2 separate regions of the Mus musculus genome follow, and region 2 is linked to region 1. Evidence: chromatin contacts called from public HiChIP or PLAC-seq data. All regions are on one chromosome and are shown on one strand. The core of a region is the stretch at or near the end of the contact, and the rest is flanking DNA. Distances in the headings are between cores, read along the strand shown.

The links. HiChIP or PLAC-seq counts read pairs in DNA pulled down with a chosen protein or histone mark.
Region 2: a contact with region 1 is called in an H3K4me3 HiChIP or PLAC-seq map of embryonic basal ganglia, with 2.8 times the contacts expected there. The contact joins two enhancer-like sites. A contact is called at or near these places in 2 of 39 promoter capture datasets (the HPC-7 cell line and cranial neural crest) and 3 of 115 datasets of contacts at active chromatin or transcription factors (embryonic basal ganglia, embryonic forebrain and forebrain).

The regions. Positions count from the first base shown.
Region 1 is chr1:176,942,914-176,949,516 of GRCm38.p6, forward strand. It overlaps Sdccag8 (serologically defined colon cancer antigen 8), which reads left to right. Exons shown (of 18, transcript NM_029756.3): 14 at 3,195-3,322; 15 at 5,368-5,476. Among named protein-coding and RNA genes, the nearest start is that of Gm15423, 5.2 kb to the left of the region's middle. Within about 2 kb of position 3,593, at least 65 of the 459 cell types and tissues checked have an H3K27ac peak or open chromatin away from gene starts, as enhancers often do. A contact at or near this core is called in embryonic basal ganglia and embryonic forebrain, where this site is marked.
Region 2 is chr1:177,408,827-177,415,429 of GRCm38.p6, forward strand. No RefSeq gene overlaps it. Among named protein-coding and RNA genes, the nearest start is that of Zbtb18, 30 kb to the right of the region's middle. Within about 2 kb of position 3,080, at least 28 of the 459 cell types and tissues checked have an H3K27ac peak or open chromatin away from gene starts, as enhancers often do. A contact at or near this core is called in embryonic basal ganglia and embryonic forebrain, where this site is marked.

The DNA of each region.
Region 1 (6,603 bases), core at 2,343-4,842:
AATGGATTTCAAATTGTTTATGGCCTTCAGGGTTTTCAAAGTTGATTATGTTTTACTATTTGTTCAGGTCTAAACTGAGATGGTTACATGAAAGAAAATGAGATTTCCTTTCAGTTCTGATGGTCTAAGATTTCTTGAGAAGTTGGCCTAATCAGAAAGATCTTATAAGGGGAAAGGAGAACAGCAGAGGGCTGGAAGTCAGAAAACAGCAATGCACCATGCCTTCTCCCATGGAAAACATCATATATACCCTCTCAAGTAGAGTGGCAGTTGGGAGAGGGCAGAAGAACAGCCTTTAGTGAAGATAGCTCAGTTAGCCTGTGGTTCTTTCTTTAATCAGCTCAGAATGTCACTTACCGAGTAGCTTCTAACTGCTGGGACTTGTGTTGGATTTATGTCTGTCCTTGGCCTCGTGCAATGTCTGTCTGACTGTTCCCACACTATTGGTAATGCCGCTTTCCCTTCTCTGATGCAAAGTCATCAGAGAATCTTGGAGTCATCTCATTTACACATCTCTAGCCCCTATCTTGTGCTCAGACTCGGATATGGCCACTCACTAGAAGAGTACAGAATGCTCTCAAGTCAGGCCTTTTAGCTGTAGGACCGATGGCATGCAGTACTACTAAGAACTGAACTAGTGTGAGCTCTCTATTCTAAGACCTTAAAAAGCTTGGCCTGCTTATAGAGACTTGAACAGATCCTCCCCACCCCCCACCCCCCCCCACCCCCCCCCCCCGCTTCACCAAAAGGCTTATCCCTCCCTTCGTTTGCCTCCTTTTCCCTCCAGTTCTCCCTCATCCTGGTCCTGCAACTTAGGGCTTAAAAACATCCAGTCATTTTAGCATGCCCTGCCTATTTTTTATGTTCTGAGTCCTGCTCTGGGTTTAGGGTAGAGAAAATTTAAAGTTATAAAGGAAACAGACATTTAAACTGATAACAAATGTATGACATCACTATATGGCAGACACAGAACATACCAAGGTCATCCAGGGCAGAATAGTTGATTTAGAAGAAACAGGAGAAAAAAGGGTAGAATTTTAAGGTTTGCCCAAGAGGGCTAGTGTGTATCATATAGGGGGTTGGCTGGGTGGGCTGGGGCATTCCAAGAAGAGGAAGAAACATGTGCAGTGATCCTTAGCCAGAAAATACGTGGTGTGAAGGGGGAGGCAAAAGTAGCCTCGTCTGACTATCCATTTGTTGCGATATACTAGTTTGGAACTGAGTGTGAGACAAGACCTTGGAGCACATCCAGGGGGTGTTGTTGTTAGAAGTACCAGAAGGGACCTTATTTCACATTTAGCATGGACCCCTGATGGTTCCATTTGAGTGAGGTGTGGGTGTGTTTTCATTCTGGAGCTTTCCACTACAACACTACCACACGCATTGACCAATCTCAGTACAGGCTTTCCTTATGTTGCCATATAATTAGAAGCCAGTGAATTGAAGTTCCACAGCGGTACATAGACTGGTAGTGATAGCTTTATGAAACTGTTTATTTTTAGTTTGGCAAAGGCTAGGCAGTAAATATCTCAATTAGTAAACTAAAGCAGCATGGATGAGAAATGCCCACAAGGAGATCAGAGTTGGAAATAACTGAGTCCCTTAATTGAAGGAAACCCTCATGTTGCTTCTCATAGAGCTTGAAGAACCCACCCAGCAAGGGTTCAGATGTGGCGTGCAATGTGAGCACAGTGTCAGGGTGACACGGGCCGTGCTCCCCCTCAGCCTCAGCTTGTTAGGAAGTTCCTCTCTGGGTGGGGATGTAGCTGTGTAGGTAAAGTACCTAACCTGCACAAAGCCCTGGGGTGAGTGCCCGGCACTTCTCAACACTGGACATGATAGTGCATGTGTCTAACCCAGCACTTGGGGGTGGGGGTGGGGTAGAGTCAGGAGGATCATAAATCCAAGGTACTCCTCAGCTACGTAGCAAGTTTGAGGCCACCCTCCCTCCCTACAAGGGATCAGTCTCAATAAAATGAAACAACAAAAAGAAGTTCTCTCATAAAGAGAGCCACCAATAGGATGTTGTCCTCATGCTGCAATTCTGTCAGCATGACCCAAAAGGAAATTTCATTATGAATAGATGAGGGAAGTAGCTCCTGTTCACATTGCTGTCCATTCACGGTGTGCAGCCTGGTGTATGAAAGCACTTAATGAAAGCAGGCATGTGGTGCTGGCCTCTCAACAGCCTCTGCCGGTATATTTGAAGTTATATCTTACATCTTGGAAGAAAACCAGAAGTAGTCTACGAGGCTTAGTTTCAAAGCAAAATTTCCCAAGACTAAGAATTAAGTCATGTTCTTCCTAAAATTTCACAGTCTTAGAAAATAGCGACCATCCGGACGGTGAAAGATTGGTGATATTACAAGACAGAAAGAACAGAAAGCATGCATGCTGTGAAGATGCAGTCAGGGCTGGCAAGGGCTCCTCAGGAAAAGGTGTTTGTAAGGTGAAAGTCTAAAGGCTCCAGTCCTGTCCCCAGCCCCACTGGGCTAAAGGAAGAAGACTAGTTCCTGCGAAGTGCATCTGTGATCTTTTCACCTGCACACTGGCATGTGTGAGCGCGCACACACACACACACGCACACACACACACACACGCACGCACACGCACACACGCACACGCACACACATACACATACACACACACGCACACACACACGCACGCACACGCGCACACACGCACACGCACACACACACACGCACACACACACACACACATACACACACATACACACACACACATACACGCACACGCACACACACACACACGCACACACACGCACACACACACGCACACACACACACGCACACACACACACACACACGCACACACACACACACACACACACACACACACGCACACACACACACACACATACACACGCACACGCACACACACACACATGCAAATAAAAATTATCAGGTGATAAAATACAACTGTTTCATTGTTATGATTTTGTTTGAATTTTTAAAACGTCACCCTTGAGTCTGTCTGGACTTGTATGTATGTGCTACACAGTACAGAGAGAGTCCTTTGGATTTTCTCTCTCCTGCAAAATGGGGAGACTACAGAAAGATTAGCTACTGCTGCTTTAGTGTACTACCTGTCTGCAGTCTGTGGTCTGTGGGGGAATGATGGAGGTCTGTGCACCTGCAGATAACGTCTCTGTCTGTCTCCTCTCTGTTTTGCAGACTGGAAAAAGATAGCATTCAGCAAAGCTTTAGCAATGAAGCAAAGGCCCAAGCCCTTCAGGCCCAGCAGAGAGAACAGGAGCTGACACAGAAGATACAGCAAATGGAGACCCAGCACGACAAAACTGGTGGGTGGTAGGGAAAGATTAGAGCCTGGGCACTTGCTCACAAGCCAGGCCCACGCCTTACTGTGAAATGACATCAGGAACACCTGTAACCTTTGGCTGGCCGAAGGGAGCAGATGCTAACTGCACCGGAGATTCCGAATTACATATTAGTTAGCGTTTAAAAGAGAAAATGGGAAGTATTGCCCACTGTCTGTTGACTTGAGAGTGCTGCTCTCACATCTGTTGCACCATCTGGATTATGAGTTTATTTACCTGTGTTCAAGAAACGTAGAGCTGAGAGAGACCACAACAAAGTAGAAAAACAAAGGGCTTGCTTTTGGCTGGGTTTTCAGGCACACATGTTATATAAAGAAAATAGCATCAGAAGCTCTGCGGGAAATGCTCTGAGCTTACAGTTAGAGTCTCCTGAATAGCATTGAACAGTTCCCACAGTACACACATTATAGCTACTCTAAAAGCCTAATGAGTTTGCTTCAGCATCCAAACTGGAGAAAAGCTTTACCCATTAATCGGTTCTTAATTCACTGTCGCAGCTGGATGTAATTCAGTGGCTCCAAATTGATATGTTCCTTTATTTAATCTTTGCAGCTTCGAACATTTTTAGCATTTGTATGATTTCCCCCACCTCCCCCAATGCAGTCGAGAGTGATGCTTAATCCTCTGCATTCGTCAGCTTCTCAGAACTGCTGTTAAAATTCACTAATACAAGGCATTGACCACAGCTGGCAGCTTGGCCCAAAATCGCCATCTTTCATCACGTTGGCACTATTCTGCAGACTGAGTTGGCCAGTAACTCTTTACCTTTAATTTGAAAGTAAAATGCACTTTGAAAATAGGCAGTTTGATGTGTGCAGTCAGGGCGTTATGTAGTTCCTTTCGCTTTTGAGTTGTGTGTTCACAGACAGTGTTAGTCAAAACAAGACAGTGTCAGCCATTATAATTCTACACCACATACTCCACGCTGATTGTACCATTAAAACAAAAGTTTAATTGATCCTGTCTCTTCCACAAAAAATGTTGCTTAATTTTAGAGCCCTGATTTATTTTGCTTTGTTTGCTGTATGCTTCACCCCCCCGAACATTAGTAAAAATTGAAAAGGGAAAATTATTTACAAATGAATTTCACAGGATTTAATGCATATTATATTTAAAGATATGGTTAAAAAATGATTTCATCTATTGGTAACCTGAAGTTCTTTAATGGATTTATTTACTTATAAAGTCAGCTATCCTGATGCCTCATGTATAGAGTTTCTCCTTAGCATTTAGCCAGAAGAAATAAAAAAAATCCAAAAGATTTTGTTGATTTTTTTTTTTTTAAACTAACACAAAGAGGAATTCATCGGGGAAACTGTCCTTGGCTATTGCTGGTAGAATCCTGGACCAAGAGTTTGGGCAGGACCTGAGAGTTGGGAAAGGTTTTGACCGTTAAAATCGTCTTTAAGATCATTTATTTTGCAAATGCACACACAAATCACACCCTCTTTAGTCTCTGGCCAGACTGTTATTGAAACACACACTATGAAAGTATGGTAAGATTTCTAAGGACAGTTGTGTATTCCACCTAATGACTGGAGTGTATACAAGCTCTAAGGGGGTAAAACATGGGCAGATAAGAACCATCAAGCACCAAGTACAGTGTAGCAGAGAATTCCTCGGCTTTAATTTCGAATTATCTGGTTGTGATAATTTTTGACACTGTTTATAGTAAAATTGTCAAAATAAAAATATAATATCTTGCATACTTCAAAGATATAAGCATTTATGACTTCATTTGAGATATTTGACAGTTTATGAGCATGCTAAAATGTTACACAAGCTGATATGATCAAAATTGTTCCTGGTATACAAGTTTATTATGAAAATAAATGTCTCACAAGACTCAGTGTCCCGCCAGATGACAAGTCCTTCACTTAGGACACTGACAGTGATCTGGTGGATGTAGGAAGGGCAGAGTGATCTGAAGCACGTTAGCACCGTGCATGGCAAGAGTTACAGAGCAAAGCCACTTATGTCTCATATTGGTGGGTTATTGTTATTTCTAGAAAGTGAACAGTATTTACTGCTGACATCCCAGAACACATTTCTGACAAAATTAAAAGAAGAATGCTGCTTGTTAGCCAAGAAACTGGAAAAGGTCTCACTAAAGAGCAGGTAGGTGATTGGGTAACATTGTACATTGTCTTTAGAATATTTTTATTTGATAGCTAAAATTTGGCTTTAAAATTGCATTTTTACTCTACCGTAATTTATTACTAAAATGTGCCATGCATTGATATAAGTTTTCTGAGAAACCAGGTATCTCTGTGTGCATATTTTTGTGATTGTCCATCTAGACAACCTTTCTGTCCCAAGGAGGGACTCCGGGGCCTTGTATGGTAAGCAAGCACACTGTTCCCAAGCTACTCCCGCAACCCAACTTAGATATTTTTTTTCATGGTTATGTATACGTACTTGGATTTTTATAGTGTTTATAACTTAAAACCATGAAAATCAGGAACAAAGGCCAAGATAACCATTAGCATAATAAAGGATACAAATAAGTCAAGCAGTTCTACAATCTTCTGTTGATATAGGCGATGGCATTTTAGTCTATTTCCAAGTTTTTCAGGAACACACAAAAGCTGTCTTTAAGGCCAGTCATTTGGGACACTGAGGAAGAAAACACGCTTGGTATAATACATTCTTAACTTTCACAGCAGCATACAAAAGTAATTAGGTTTTTTTTACATATGAATAAAAAGCATAATCATTTGAATAGCTTGTGGGTAGGAGAGTTAGCGGCTTGGCCTACGTATTGCTGTTACACAGTGTCTAGAGTCTTTCTTACAGCCATGGTGATATTTATAGTTGCTGTTAAAGAAAGTTCAGGCTTGCTGGATAGAGACACATGCACCTGCAGTGGGGAAGGCAGGAGAATTTCCCGAGCTGAGCCGAGGAGTCCTAGGCCAGCCTCGGCATCAGAACAAGAGTCTGCCTCTTAAAAGAGAAGGAGAGGAGAGGTGAGCATTGCAAAGGCTAGGGAGGGAAAATTAACCTTTAAATTCCTGTAGAAAAGTAGACATTCTTGGGATGTAATTGTTAGACCGAGAGCTAGGGCTAACCTGTAACATGTCTCTGGGCCCTTGCTTTCCGTCTTTAATCTGCCTCCCAGGATACTAGTCTAGTGAACTTGAACCTCCGTACCTCTCAGGCCCGACTGCTACTTTGTAAACGAAACATGCTCCTTCCTATCTGACACATAGATGGCACCCAATGCATATTTATTGAATGAGTGATAA
Region 2 (6,603 bases), core at 1,830-4,329, 470 kb after region 1:
ACTAACAGTTTTGGCAAGATTAGAAGTTTGGCTCTAAGGAGAATGTTTCCACCAGGGGGCAGAGCAAGGGTTACCTTGTACCTCCAGACTTAAGTGTTTTCACTTCTAATAGAGGAAGGGCAAGAGACGTCATCTTGACAGGAGAAATGTATTCTGATCATCAGGAGGTAGAGCTATTGGTATGTAATGGGGCAAATGATTATGTGCTTACTGTCCTGGTGACCCATGTAGGTTCTGATGATGTTCCCCTGGCAAACAAGCGCAGCTTACACAGCACAGGATTACAGAGGTTGAGGAACAATGTTTGTTTACCAGAGCACATAAGCTATGCCAGCAGAGCAGGTGCCAGCTGAGGGAGAGGGTCATGTGGGATGGATGGGGTGAGATGGAGGGATGTGTAGCTGTGGTCTCAACACATCCCTCTGACCTTCCTCTCCAGGTTCTCCAGAAAAAGAGATGGCAAGACTCTTGCAGGCACTGTTCCCAACTGGGGCAATATTATTAGGCAGAGTAAGTGGGTTGGATTTTGCGACTGCAATAGGAGTGGTAATTCACTGCCAAGGTCCTTGCTCTGGACCCAACCTCTAGGATATAGGTTGTAGTCAGCTCACAGGTGTCCCTCGGCCCCACAGGGAACTGTACCCCACCCTCAACAGAGCCCAGATGCACCTACACTCTCTCTAGCACACCCAACGCCTGATTGATGGGGGAGAGGAGGAGTTGGGGCGATAGGGTCCAGCCCTTTTGTCTCAGTTCAGTCTGTCTTAGTCAGGGTTTCTATTCCTTCACAAACATCATGACCAAGAAACAAGCTGGGGAGGAAAGGGTTTATTCAGCTTACATTTCCACACTGCTGTTCATCACCAAAGGAAGTCAGGACTGGAACTCAAACAGGTCAGGAAGCAGGAGCTGATACAGAGGCCATGGAGGGATGTTACCTACTGACTTGCTTCTGCTGGATTGCTCAGCTTGCTCTCTTATAGAACCCAAGACTACCAGCCCAGGTATGGCACTACCCACAAGGGGCCCTTCCCTCTTGATCACTAATTGAGATAATGCCTTACAGCTGGGTCTCATGGAGGCGTTTCCTCACCTGAAACTCCTTTCTCTGTGATAACTCCAGCCTGTGTCAAGTGGACACAAAACCAGCCAGTACACAGTCCTAGCATCAAGTAACACCCCCAGCCCTTAGGTACCCATGGTCAGAGGCATCTGTTGCTGCTCTGAGAGGCATCTTCTTCTACACAGCCCTAGGCCCCACCCCTCCAAGGTACTTCACTGTGAGTGTGCTGCAGACATCTCTTCCTCGGAGTGTCTCCCAGGAACCTTTGCCTGAAACTTGATCTACCATAGAAACCAAATAAAGACAGAACAATACTGTTTGGTTCAGCGAGGACACCAGGGCATGCTGCTTTCAGGCTGATTATACCTAAACTGGATCACTGCCGTGAATAAGGACAAATTCAGTTTACCATTTTATAGAATTCTGCTGACTCAGGCCCCAACATCTCCCTAGCACACATACACAAGCCCTGCCCCCCACCCACTCCATCTGAATCAGATCTAGCAAAGAGAAAAGGCAGTTTTGATTTAACAGTTCATTTCTGATGAAAAAATAAATACAACAACAACAAAAAGAAGAAAGAAACAGAACCAACTCAGAGCAGCCCCAACTAACCACAACATAATGAGCTTACCTGATTCCTCCTGTCCTCTTTCTCTCTCTCTCTCTGTTCTGAATTTTGTATTAAACCCTGATCATGGGTCAAGTAAAATCTCAGAAAAGCAAAGGGTAGGTTCAAATTCCAATTTCAGTAAACTTATGTCCAAATTCAACATTCTATGATTTTCTGCCACAGCTAACTGTTGGAGAAGAACATCATTCCAATTTGCATACAAGGCTCCATACAAATAGGTGTTTAAAATTTACTAAGTGGATAAAGGTCAGATTCAAAACTTTTTCTGGGTAATAAATATTGCAAATATCCCCATTTTTTTTCTTGACAAACTTTTGGTTCCTCTCCCCCCCCCCCCGCCCCCGTCCGAGCAGTAAGGCACAATCATTCTAGAATACTGCCAAATATAATGAGCATCTACAGATGGGCTGGTCTGCAGCTGGAGGCTTTAACTCTGTAGTATTTATTTGAAATCTCCAAGCCAGCAGAGCAGTACAGTGAGCACAATTCTCAATGTTTTGGCTCTGGAGCAAATAGCGGTTGAACTTAGTTTTTTCAGCTAAAATGGAATTTATGCAGATGTGCTTTGCACTAAATTCATTAAACAATTACATCCTGGTGCCGTTTTCACATTTTTGTAAAGGATCTGCATAAGCACTAATTAGATCTAAGACAATGTTACTGGGCAAATTACAGTGTGGATTGTCCGCCTTGTCTTGCATTCTGCATCTGCTTCGAGATGATGATAATTTAGGTGCAAGTCATATAAATGTTGGGTTTTGTTCCATTTACTGGAAATATTTATTTGAAACATACTATAGATTAATTGATAATGTAACCATTTTTTAAAAGGGCCTCCCGATGTTTTTCTCACGGGTGTCGAGTGGTAAAATCCAATGGGAGGTGGGGGAGGGGTGATTATAGTAGCTGGAACTTCTCACAATTGCTAGCTAACTGGCATTTTCCTCCGTGAGGTTGAGGTTTGCTGCTGAAAAGATCTTTGCATTTCATTTGGCTTCAAGTGCAAGCTGGGCTTGCTGAATTACAGCGGGGCCTTTCAGAATGCAGCATTCACGCAAAGGCATGCGGAGTCTCCTGGACAGCTCCCAGGGGTAGCAACCCACCTCTTCCTGCATCAGCTGGACAGTGACAATGTCAGAAGACCTCAGTATCTTAGGAGATTCAGACGGGGTGTGTTTCCTTTCTCTAATTTTTATCTTCTATTCCGTATACCATTAAATGTAAAAGACTAACATTTAAGCATGAAATCCACTCTGTAAAAAGTTAGGACATTCCTACAGGGTTTCTATGGCAACTTTGAATTACCAACTTAATTCAAGGCTCACTCCAGCCCAGAAGTCACCAGTAGACATTCCGTACCAGACTCTCCATTCTGCTCACACCCAGAACTGCTTCTGCTCCAACCAGCAGCATCCCCCTCCCCGGAAAGAAAGCCAAGCCTGGGCATCAGCCTGGGCATCAGCTTGGCTGCTGTGGTTCTAAACCCCACTCCCATGGCTGGACTTTTCAAATGGTTACTTCTATTGTTTGATGGAGCCAGCCAGAAAAAGCCAAGTTCAGTGTGAACGCCAACAGAGATCATGAGGCAGAACTGAACTCTGAGCATAATCAAATGCAAAAGCCCAACTCCGAGACACGTGGAAACGTCCCTGTGTGAGAGAGACGCGGGAGCATAGCAAGCACACATGGGGCTCTCTGAAGTTAGAATCCAGCCTGGCTCACTCTAGCTGCCTGCTTCCCTTCTTCCTTGGGTGGGGCTTTGTGTTCCCTTCTCCGGTTTTTGCTTGGTGGGGGAGATTGTAACCATAAGGGTGATAATAATCGCTTCTACAGACTTAATTGTAAGCCTGCAAACGCTGTGCTGGTTAAATCTGAGATTACATCTTCCTTGAAGGAGAAAATAATTTAGCACTGGGGTTTCACAGTTTAAAGGTAAAGTGTATTACATTGCCCCCGTGGAGGAAAGCAGTGTTTGTTGATTATTGTTCTCTCTCTCTCTCTCTCTCTCTCTCTCTCTCTCTCTCTCTCTCTCTCTGTGTGTGTGTGTGTGTGTGTGTGTGTGTGTGTGTGTATAGTCTTACTTATACACCAAGTAGACTTTCAACATGCTGTCTCTGCCTCAGGAGTATTGAGGTTATGGGTGTATGCCACCACACCTAACCAAAAATCTATCAGCTATCAATAGCTCTTCAGCTAAGGGGGAGGGCTCATGAAACCCTCCCCACTCCGTGCTGGAAGGTTGACTGGCTTGATCTTGTACAGGACTGTGCAGGCAACTGCTGTGAGCGCATATGTGGTCCTGTTGTGTCCAGAATCTGTTTCATACCAGTCCTTCCTGAGCTCTAGCTTTTACACATCTACGCCCTCTTCTGTGTTGGTCCCTGCAACTTATATAATCTAGATGCTCCATTTGTGGCTGGTTGAGCAAACCACAGAAGCTTACTCTTTGCACGTTGGTCAATTGTGAGTTTCTACATTAACTGGTGTCCATTGCACAAAGAAACTTCTCTGGTGAGATCAGAGACACGAATTTTGAGAGCAGTTGCATACCACATCCATTTAGCAAACTAATAGTAAAAGATTTCTCCTTGGGACGTAGGAGATTTTTCAACCATGGATTTTTTTTTTTTTTTTTTACCAGATTCACACTGGGTGTGCATTTCTCCTGCAGTGTGGACCTTGTGAGTTAATCAGAAAGTAGTTGGTGATTCCCATAACATTTGTGCAACTAGAACACTTGTGGGCATATCTTGCTGGGATAGTCATTATTGTAGCTCAAGGTTTAATTATCACTGTTCTCCTCCAGTAGAGAGTATGTATGTCATGTTCCAAAAAGAAAGAAAGAAAGAAACAAACAAACAAAAAAACTAGCCAGTTGGGATGAACCTTCCAGTTCAGTTCTTGCTTAATTCTCCGTGGTATTATGACCTGGTGAGGTATTGATAAAGCAGGATGCTCTCCTAGACAGAAAACTCAAATGGTAGGCACAAATCAGAATTATGTCCTTTTTAAAAAATATATTTATTTACTTTATGTATATGAGTACACTGTTACTCTCTTCAGACACACCAGAAGAGGGCATCGGATCCCATTACAGATGGTTGTGAGGCACCGTGTGGTTGCTGGGATTTAAACTCAGGACCTCTAGAAGAGCAATCAGTGCTCTTAACTGCTGAGCCGTCTCTCCAGCCCCAAGAACTGTGTCGTATGAGCACTATTAAGGTCCTTGGACTTTACTCATCATATGTTTCCGGTTAGAACGTACAGCGAGTAGTCCAGGGTCGCTGAAAAGCAGCCTGTTTGCTCCTGACTCATTTAACCCAGAGTCAGCCTGTGATCCACTTATTCCATTCCCAGATATGTACCTCAGACTGGCCATTTTTATACTAAAACTGGTGTGTTAAATCCAAAAGCTCAATGTGACTTGGAGGTGGTGTCTTCAGGACATTATTAGGTCACGAAAGCACCACCATTGTAGGTGGGGTTAGTACACTCTTGAAAGATGCCTCAGAGAACTCCCTTTTCCTTCCCCTCTGTGAAGAATGAGTCCCCATTGGACATCCAATAAGCTAGCATCTTGATCTTGGGCTTTCCAGCCTCTAGGACTTGGGGAAATAAATTTCAATTGTCCACAGCCACCCAGCTGTTACAGCAGCCCAGGAGACTAAGAAAGTATTCCAAGAGACATGGAAACACATAACCACATAAAAAGTTGTACATGAACATATATAACAGCCAAAGATGGATACAATCCAAATGCCATAGATAAACTATAGTATACCAATATAAAGGAATTTTATTTAGCCATTAAAAAAAACGAAGTGTTTCCCACATCCAAGATTAAAACAACAAAAAATAGAAAGTATTTAAAAACTTGGGTCTGTATATTTTCTTCTTGTCATTTTATTTTCTAAAATACTAAAATAACTATATAGTTAGCCATCTGGAATTGATTTTAAATATATAGGTCCAGAGGTTGGAGAGCTAGCTCAGCAGTTAAGAGTGCTTGCTAGTCTTCTAGAGGACTCTGGTTCTGTTCTCAGGACCCATTGCTGGCAGCTCACAACCCCCTGCACGCCAGCTCCAGGGGATTTGATGCTCCTGGCCTCTCTAGGCATATACATGCGTGACACACACATATAAACAAAAATAAATATTTTTTAAAGGTGTAAAGAGATCCATAAAATTAGCTTTTCAGACTCCAACAAAACAGACAAATTGTTTTTTTAGGAATTAGCTGAACGGTTTCATTTGATTTTGTCATGGAAATAATAAGCAATCTTCCTTTGTATCTGTTAGGATGGACACTATAGAAAAACAGAAAGTACAAATGTTGTCAAGGATGCATAATATTGGTGGAAAGATAAAGTGTCGCATTCATGCTGAAAAACCAGTGTGGTGGTCTCTCAAAAAATGAAAAACCCTGTCTATAGCTAGGGGAGCAGCCTAGGCATTTTGCCTAGCATGTGCAAGATTCTGCTGTGAAGCCCTAAAATCACAAACTTTTTGAAAACTATAATTACTGTATGATCCAGCAATTATTCTTGTAGGTATAAACCCAAAGGAATTGAAAACAAGATCTTGAGCAGATACTTGTTCAAGCAGCATCACTCATAACAGACAAAGGTTGAATGTAATTCAAGTATCCATTGAATAGAAAATAGTCAATGGAATGGTCAGTGGAAAAGCAAGAATGGGAATAATTATTATATATTATACAATTCGGCCTTGAAAAGAATGGAGATTAGGTTCATGCCACAACATAGATGAGACCTGAGCCTCGAGAGACCAAGCTGAGTGGAACAGGCCAGACACGGAGAGTCAAAAACTGCATTATGATGCCACCTTTATGAAGTATCTAAGGTGGCCATATTTACAGACAGTAAATAGAATGAGCCTTGCCAGG